Linked DNA regions of Ovis aries: region 2 is linked to region 1. A link is a contact called in public Hi-C data. All regions are on one chromosome and are shown on one strand. The core of a region is the stretch at or near the end of the contact, and the rest is flanking DNA. Distances in the headings are between cores, read along the strand shown.

Region 1 (4,370 bases), core at 537-3,036:
TGCAAGTCCAGAGGTCAGCAAGACTTTATTTTCTTGCTCTTAGTAGCAGGAAGCAAAAGGGAAAGTGCATGTGGCAGACGATTGCATCATTTCCATCTGTTCACAAGTCAGTTACACACGAGATTCTGGGGTTCTTCTAAGAAAACTAGCTCCATCTGCTTAGAGGTAGAAAACTGACAGCGCAGTTCAGATTCCACACCCTTTTAAGAAACTCTCTGAAGGTGAGCCTACTTAGTGTTCACTCTGCAGAGATACCTTGAGCTTTCAGTAATCTGTTGCATTACTGACTGAACTACTGCTCTACTATTTTCTTTTTCCTGCCCTTGTGTTCCAGTTACGGTAAAGCTGTGTGGTATAGCGTTTAAAAGGTCAGTGAGTCATGGCTTTCTGAAGATTAACGAGAGTTTTGATGGAGACAAGGGAAGGATACTGCCACTAACTGGAAAATTAACTTACTAGGTTTTCATTTAATACAGGGAACATCTCATTTTACACATTAGACATTGTTTTTTGGGGAAAAAGAGTTTAAATCAAAATATCTTTGAGGCACATTATCTTTTATGTCGTAGAAAATCAAGATTATTTAAAGAGGCCCAACCCATCAAAAATTTTAAATAAAACCAGGCATTCTCTGAAATAACTTTGTAATCAAATTAGTGAATAATTATTGCTTAGTTTGAGGATTTTGAAATTTACATAAAAAACCCAACATACAGAACTGGAGATGTAAGTGATGTAAATTATCTGCCCATAACGTCAATCAGACTTTAGCTTTTGGGGGCTGGCTGAACACCATGAAACAGTGGTATAAAAATAAGCTTCAAAGAGCTTGTGCCTGAGAGAAACGTCCTCAAGGGACTCTGAGTTTAGGCCTGGACTTTTCCAATGCTTCCATTTGAAGTCCTAAGGGCATGGGGAGTGTTGGGCAAGCAGAGGGTGCGGACTTAATCCTCTGCAGATAAGGGTGGGAATAACAAGTTACACTTCCTGAGTGCTTACAAGCCAGCTCTTCCTTTCTTTTCCATATTTGCAATTTTTTTGGCCACACCACGTAACACGTGGGATCGAATCCGCACCCCCTTCAGTAGAAGGGCAGAGTCTTAATCACTGGATGTCTAGGGATGTTCCTCCCTAGATGGACGTATCTTCACGTCCATCAACTCGGTTCATCATCCCTGCAACCTTTGAAATCTTTACTCTGACCAGCTCCATTTCCCAGGTGAGAAACTGAGTCAGAGGTTAACAGCAATTTGCTCGATGTCACACGCTAGAAAGTGATGGAGCTCCTACCTAGCTGGGAACCATTGCAGCTTGGTGTCAGTAATATGCCTTAACTTTGCTTAAACGGATCAGAAAACTGCTCCCGCCTGGCACAGATCGTCAGGTAAAGCGGCTGACTCCTATTAAACTTCTTTTGAGATAAGGAATTACTCTGCGGAGAAGGGTGTGTGTCAAAGGTGAGCTCCCAGTGTGCGCGAGATGTCGACAGTCAATTCTTAGGTGGTCCAAGCTGAGAACTGGTTACCCTCCTAGGTCAGAGGCACAAAGCCCGCCAGGTCAGAAGGATCACGGCCAAAGCCGGCCGCCAGCCACGTGGCCCAGCCTGCGAGCTGAGCAATGGTCAGCGGAGGCGCGGCCCGAGGGGGTGGAGCTAGGGCGCCGGGACTCGCCAGCCTTACGAAGTGCGCCTGCGCATGGGGTGGGTGCGAGCCCGCCAGCAGCGTTAAAGGCGGCTCCCCGCCCTGCTCGCCGCGCCAGTCTCCGCAGTGCGCAGGCGCGGAGCTCACTTCTTGTCAGTCGGCGCCGCGTGCGGGTTTGTGGCTCTGTAGCAGTAGCAGCGGCGGCGGCTGGTCTCCGGCACGATGAGCGGCTTCAGCAGCGAGGAGCGCGCGGCGCCCTTCACCCTCGAGTACCGAGTCTTCCTCAGTGAGTGTCGGAGGCCCACGGCCCCTCCCTGCCAGCCCGCCCATTCATTCCCGGGCCTCGCTTCGGTTCCCGCTCCAGCAGTTGCGACCCGCGCTCGGCTCGTTGTCTCGGGCCCCCGCCGGCCTCCTCCTCCGGTCCCGGGGACTTGGGCGGCGGGTCTAGGAGGGCCTGGCCCTCATTTGACACGTCCCGCTCGCGCGTCGGACGGCGTGGATAGGCGTTCCCATTTCACACGCCCGATTGGACCTGAACCTGCGCCAGGCTCGTTTCGCAGGTGTCCGGCTCAGGCAGTGTCTGATGGGAAAAGGACTCCACTGAGCCACCCTAAGTAAGGTGTCTTGGGCTAAGCTAATGCCCGTAAGAGGATTATTCAGTTCGGAGGAACGGGGTGGGGGAGAGGAGGTGATGGTGGTGACATCTTAAGACCTTAATTCCTCCACTGTAGCTCAGATTGTGGGGACCTGGCGGGGTCAAGTCCAGGCCCACGTCCTATAGACGGGGAAACTGAGGCCCGGATCAGGAGCGGTCAGTAGAGGACTGGACCGGTCTCTCTGAGGTCCCAGTGGCGCTTCTGTCTCCCTGACGCTTGGTTTCCCGTAGCCCTGATGCTGGAAAGATGCCTTATGAAACAGAAAGCTGTTCCCCTCCCGTCAAACAGGTGACGTCAGTCGGGCAAGCATGAGTAAGAAAGTGCCAAGTTTTGGCCCCTGGGCCGGGGGATCGCGTCTAAGGGGTACCCACCCGAAGTATGCACTTAAAGGCTGTAGGCTCCGCTTTCCTTTAGCCTCCTAGGTGGGGGAAAGCTATCTCTTGTTTATCTGTATCTTCTTACCATCCCCCTCCCTTCCACCCTTCCAAGATTATTAGAGATAACGGAGGCGTTTCTCTTTTAACTGCTTCACTATTTTGTTCCAGAGGAAATGGGCAGGTGCGTTGAGTTCTATGAGTTCCGGGTATGAAGAGCAGTAAAGAGACGGGAAGAGGGGGTACACGGTTAATATTGAAAGAACAAAGCTCCTAGCCTAAAGTAGCCTCGTATTAGAGGAAAAGGAAAGTGAGCTGTAAAGTTACACAACTAGATGAAGTTCAGACTGCCGTTTAAAATCCAAAAAAGCGTGGGACCTCCCCCACCCATTTTATGAATTGCGGGATTCAGCAACAAGGGCAATGCAGAAACCTTTGACAAATAATTCACTGAGCAGTTTTCTTGGAGTTAGTGTTGGCTCCAGAATCCCTCTGTAGGAGGGACTTAGAGAAATGACTCTAGTTTGAAGGTTCGGGGATGATACAGTATATGTTTTCAAGTTATATTTACAGAAGAAAAACAGTTTTTACTCAGATTATGCATAGGTAGTGAGTACCTAAAATTTTTTTTAATTAAAAAATTAATAGACTTCTTAGCATCCTTCTTTAATAGGAGAAGTTTTTACCTCTATAATGTTAATTTGCCAATCTTTTTAAAACTGATAGTGGGTTGGATCACAAGTCACTGTTGACTCTGAAGGGTCATTGGGGGTGGTCACTGCTCAGTTTTTCCTATTCCACCTTGATTTTTAATCGTGAAGAAATGCAATGTGGACTAAGCCTTAAGTTTCCTAAAGAATAGTGAGGAAGTTTTAGAAGTACTTTTTGGATATGGGAGCTAGTTCTCTAGAATACAGAAATTGCCTGTTAAAGTGAGTTACAACTAGATTATCCTTAAGAAAAATTATGATCTCAGATGGCTCTGTCTCCCTGGAAACACCACTTAAAGCAACATGGTTTATAATTTGACAAATTGGTCCCCTCCCTTCTCCCTGAACCCAGGTATGTCATTAGCTCTGTTAACTGATGTAAGGTCAAACAATTTGCTTGCCTTTTGTATATCAGAAACTGCAGACAGGCTCTGGGGTACACAGGTTTGTAAAGCAGTCCCCACCCTCACCAGAGGTTAGTACCTCCTAGACCCCTAAGGAGCAAGTAGAATGAAAACCTAACCTGGCCTTGGAGCAGTCAAGTATAAAACCAGTTTCTCTGGGGTGGGAATAAAATTTGGCGAGTGATATTGATATAGGGAGGAGAGGGTATGTGGGATATCTCTATACCTTTTTCTCAATTTTATTGTAAATCTAAACATTCTCTTAAAAGAAAAAAAGTCTTGAAAAACGTGTACTTCATGCATCTGGAAATGTAATTAACCAATAAAAGTAATATTTTCTAATTGATTTTGCAGAAAATGAAAAAGGACAATATATCTCTCCATTTCATGATATTCCAATTTATGCAGATAAGGTAAGACCTCATTCTCTGACCATAGTCTTTTTGCTCAGCTCAGTTAGTTTGACATGCGGATTTTCTTATTTGTCTTAACAAGTGCTTAAAATGCCTCATTGTGCTACGAGTTAAAGGTGCATTGACTAAAAAGGATACTGTCTTCGATTCAGATTTTTTTGGTTAGAAGAAGC
Region 2 (4,695 bases), core at 1,708-4,207, 290 kb before region 1:
ACTCCCCAAACTGATTCCCTGCCTCTTCCCAACTGACTCTGTCAGCAAGAGCACCCCACCTCCCCTTCCTCTTGGATCTGCTGGACCCCCACTCAGGAACCTTAGGGAAACCCATCACTCCACACTCTGCCAGAGCACCCAGTCACTGCCTCCTAGAGGGGCAGAGAGACACACAGTCTCCCATACAGGAGGCAAGGACTTCAGGTCCTATTTTACCCACAAAAGTCCTCAGTGACCAGGTAAGAAGCCACCTAATCGTCTGGACCACAGCTATCATGGGTTCAGTTCAGTTCAGTTCAGTCACTCAGTAGTGTCCGATTCTTTGCGACCCCATGAATCACAGCACACCAGGCCTCCCTGTCCATCACCAACTCCCGGAGTTCACTCAAACTCATGTCCATTGAGTTGGTGTTGCCATCCAGCCATCTCATCCTCTGTCATCCCCTTCTCCTCCTGTCCCCAATCCCTCCCAGCATCAGGGTCCTTTCCAATGAGTCAACTCTTTGCATGAGGTGGCCAAAGTATTGGAGTTTCAGCTTCAACATCAGTCCTTCCAATGAATACCCAGGACTGATCTCCTTTAGGATGGACTGGTTGGATCTCCTTGCAGTCCAAGGGACTCTCAAGAGTCTTCTCCAACACCACAGTTAAAAGCATCAATTCTTCGGTGGTCAGCCTTCTTCACAGTCCAACTCTTACATCCATATATGACCACTGGGAAAACCATAGCCTTGACTAGACAGACCAAAAAGGACAATTTCCAGGGAATTTCCTGGTAGTCCAGTGGTTAGGACTTCATGTTTTTACTGCAGAACATGTGGGTTCAGTCCCTGATCGGGGACCTAAGATCCCACAAGCCATGCAGTATGGCCAAATAAATAAATAAATTTTTTAATTAAAAAAAAAAAGGCCAATCACCAGTAACAGTGAGGATACAGTACACTGGAACCTCACACACACCGCTGATGGGCGCATAAAATGGCACAGCCACTCTGGAAAACAGTCTGGCAGTTTCCCCGAAAGATGGAACCTAAAGTTGTGACTCAGCAATTCCACTCCTACAAAAGACGTCCACACAAATGCATGTCATAGCAGCTTTATATTCATGATAGCCAGAAAGCAGAAACAGCCCATGCCCATCAACTGATGAAGAGAGAGACAAAATGGGATCTGTCCATACAACAAGAAGAGGGTTTAGTCACAAAAAGGAGTGAAATACGGATACATGTTACAGTCGAATAGACCTCAAAAGTACTACACTCAGTGAAAGAAGCCAGTCACAAAGGGCTAAACACTGTATAACTCCAAGTATATGAAATGTCCAGAAGAGGCGAATCCCCAGAGGTGGAAAGCAGACTGGTGGTTGCCTCGGGCTGGAGGAAGGGAGGAAATCGGGGAATGATAACTAATGGGCACAGGAAGCTTCTTTTTAGGGTGATGAAAATACTCTAAACTTGATTGTGGTGATGATTATAAACCCTGTGAATACACTAAAAACCATTGACTTGCACACTTTAAATAAGTGATTTGTATGGTGTATGAGTTACACCTCAAAACAACTGTTATGAAAAGGAGAGAGCAAGGAAACTATAGCCAATATCTTATAATAACCTGTAATGGGAAATAATCTGAAAACATATATATATTACATATATAACTGAATCACCTTGCTATGCCCCTGAAATGTTTTAAGTGAACTATACTTCAATAAAAAATATATATATATATATATATATATAAAAGCAAAGGAGAGATCAAGAGGGCAAGACACGACATGTTAGACCCCCCTGTGGCCCCCGCCCAGGAGTAGCAGCAGCATCTAGGAGCTTGCTAGACACCCAGACCTACAGGAGCAAAGGTCATGCTGGGCCCAGAAACATGCATCTAACATCCTCCAGGTACTCCGGAACCTCCTAAAGTTCAGGGCCCTGGCTTGGAGTATGCAGCGCTCAACTGCTCTTCAGAATTACCTGTTACTTAAGGAAAAGATCCATGCCCTAGCCACCCCCATCCCTAGTAGACCAACTGAATCAGACTCTCTGGGGATGAAGCTCAGGCATGGGCCTATTTTAAAGCTCCCAGGTGAATCTATTGTACAGCCAGGGTGAGAAGAACTGAATTGGAGGGTGTCTCAGGCCCCTCAGCTCTTGGGCTCTTTTCAGAGTTTAGCCTAAGCGCAGCTCACTGGGGCCACCTGGTGGCCACATTGGGGAATGACTCTGTACCCTGCTTCTGTCCCAGACCCTTATCCCCCAATCACCAACACCAGGGATGGGGTTCAGGGGTTCCCCTCTTCCCACAGCAGAGGTTGGCACCATCCTGGCCTTTGGAATAGGGGTAAGTGGCCAGATCTTATGGGGAGGGAACGAGAGTCCTCTGCTGGTTCTGTTTCCATTAGAACACCCCAAACTCCAAAAGCAGCCAGAGCATCTTCTGCACTTAGTCCCAGCCACCCCACCCTCCCCTCCCACTGCCAACAGAGCAGAGCCAGCTTACCCGTCCAATCTCATCTCTGACAATTTCCAACACAACTCTGTTCGTGGGCACCGAAGCACCTTCACCACCTCTGAACTCTCTGCACTTTCCCAGCTCCTGGCCTTTGTACAGGCAGTCCCTCCCATCTGAAGCAACGCTCCCTGGCTCTCCTTACATCAGGACGGTTCAAGGCCTGCTCTGTGGGACCTCTCCTCTCTTCCCGAGGCTCATGCCCTCCTGATGCCCCCTGCTGCACCCTCTGTGTGCCCCACAGTGAGCATCCATGGCTGCAGAGCTCAGAGGAGGGAGGGTCTATCAGCTTTGGTGGGGTGGGGGGACCCCTGGATTGCCTGAAGGCAGCAAAGAGCCAGCAGGGCCAGAAGGAAGAGGCTGTGAAGAGGGGTACTCTGACTGAGTGTGGTCAGCGTCGGGAGGGGACCGGCGGTATTTTGAAGCAGAGCTAGGCATTCCTTTCCTACTACTCAGGCCTCTAGCTACAGAGAGAAGTGGAAGCTTGGTTCTCTACTCTCTCAACGTCTCCTGAGCAGGAAGCACTCGGGCTCTCGGTTCACTGCTGCCACCTGGTGGCAGGATACCAGACCGCCAGGAGGGAGACCCACAGGCAACTCCAAAGGGAGCTGCTGGCCGTGGGGAAAACTATCTCCCATCTTTCAAAGCCCAGCAAAGTCTGAAACTCCTTAACCACTTTCCCCACCCCAAATTTGGTATCCCTTCCAACTGACCCCAGGTGGCCTGCCTCCAGCCAAACATCCTTTCCCCCATCCGTGATCTGATCTGTGACCCTAAGCAAAGGTTGGCCTGGATCAGCTATTCACAACGCGTGCCCAGGGCAGGCTGAGCGTGGGGCTGGCTCGGAGCTGCCCCTTCTTGGGGACCGCTGCCCCACCGCAGGTCAGCACCCATGGGGGTGCTCACTCACTTGGGGCACAGTCTTCTCAAAGCTCCCTCTCCCTTCACAATTGTCCCCTCCCACGCCAGCACCCTCCTCTGCCCAGCAGACAGTCAAGTTCACTGGGTCAGAGAGGAACAGAATTAGACAGGTCAGTATGCTCCACACAGAGACCAGAGGCCGGAGTCTGAGGGCCAGAGCAGCCCCCGTGGGTTATGTGACTGCACCAGCTGGGCCACGTGTGAGAGTGCCTGGGACCATGGTTTACTAAAGGGCTTGTTTTTTCTAAATCGGCTGAAATTCTGAATTTTTATATGAAATCTGGACTTTTATAGAAAACTTCTGATTTGTATAACTGAATGCTCAGTCCCTCAGGCAGCATCAGCTGTGAAAACACTGGATGGCTTTCCTGCCGGATATTAAACAGCCGCTCCCCAGGACCCATCCACCCACCTGCCTCCTGCCCAGGACCCCCAGGGCCTCCTGTGGCCCAGAAACTGGAGGGTGAATGCCTGGCACCACAGGGATTGAGGACAGGGTGTTTCGTCTGAGCAGTCACAGCCTTGACGGATCCCAGGGCCACAGCAGCTGCCGAATCCTCTGAACCTCACCCCCGCACACACCCCACCGAGCACCGCAGAATCCAGCTGGGGAAAGTCAGGGCTGGGCGTGCTTCCACGGCAGGGATCACCCTGACCTCCCGGAGGTGGAGAAGGGCCTGAGAGCCCCTGTGGGTCCTGTGGGGCGCCCTAGCCACCTCTCACCCAGGTCAGCCCCTCCTAGGCTGTGCACGTGGGGACGGCACGCGGGCCGGGGCTCACCTGGCGGAAGGTGCAAATGATGATCTCCCGCAGGTGGTAGTGCATAGGCGTCATGGTCTCGCTGACCGTGTCCAGTGCCGCGTCCACCTCCCTTTTCACCCGGTGCCCGTCGGGCAGCAGCTGCACCACCTTCATCACCACCTGGGGCCAGAGGCAGGGGGTGAGCTGAACAGAAACCAAGTCGGGGGCCTCCAGCGCCAGCAACTGGCTCGCCCACACTAAGGGCCGCACTGGCCCTGATGGCCCCTCACTTCTCAGACAGGGACGGGACCCAAGGGTGTTCCCGGATAGCTCGGAGGCGAGGGCTCCCAAGGGGCTTATTTTTTCAAGCAGCAGGAACCTTGCTTCAAATGGAACCTTATCCAGGACTCTAATCCATAAAACGGATAGTTGTCGTGTAACTGGAGCTGGCGGGGTGAGCAGCGGGCGTATGATAAGCCTCAGGTGGGGCCCCACTGGCTCTCCCTCCACCCTGCAGGCACTTCGGGG

The links. A called contact is a pair of places that touch in the nucleus more often than the background predicts.
Region 2: a Hi-C map of skin fibroblasts shows a contact between it and region 1, with 2.6 times the contacts expected there. The contact joins the enhancer-like site here to the promoter of PPA1 in region 1. A contact is called at or near these places in 3 of 16 Hi-C or Micro-C datasets (muscle, skin fibroblasts and tail adipose tissue).

What each region holds. Positions count from the first base shown.
Region 1 is chr25:25,653,904-25,658,273 of ARS-UI_Ramb_v3.0, reverse strand. PPA1 (inorganic pyrophosphatase 1) reads left to right here and starts at 1,786. Exons shown (of 9, transcript XM_060406860.1): 1 at 1,786-1,926; 2 at 4,139-4,197. The coding sequence starts at 1,863. NPFFR1 (neuropeptide FF receptor 1) reads left to right here. Exons shown (of 5, transcript XM_027962137.2): 5 at 1-1,732.
Region 2 is chr25:25,946,318-25,951,012 of ARS-UI_Ramb_v3.0, reverse strand. It overlaps PALD1 (phosphatase domain containing paladin 1), which reads right to left. Exons shown (of 20, transcript XM_027962462.2): 18 at 4,207-4,347. Among named protein-coding and RNA genes, the nearest start is that of PRF1, 47 kb to the left of the region's middle. Within about 2 kb of position 2,957, at least 8 of the 54 cell types and tissues checked have an H3K27ac peak or open chromatin away from gene starts, as enhancers often do.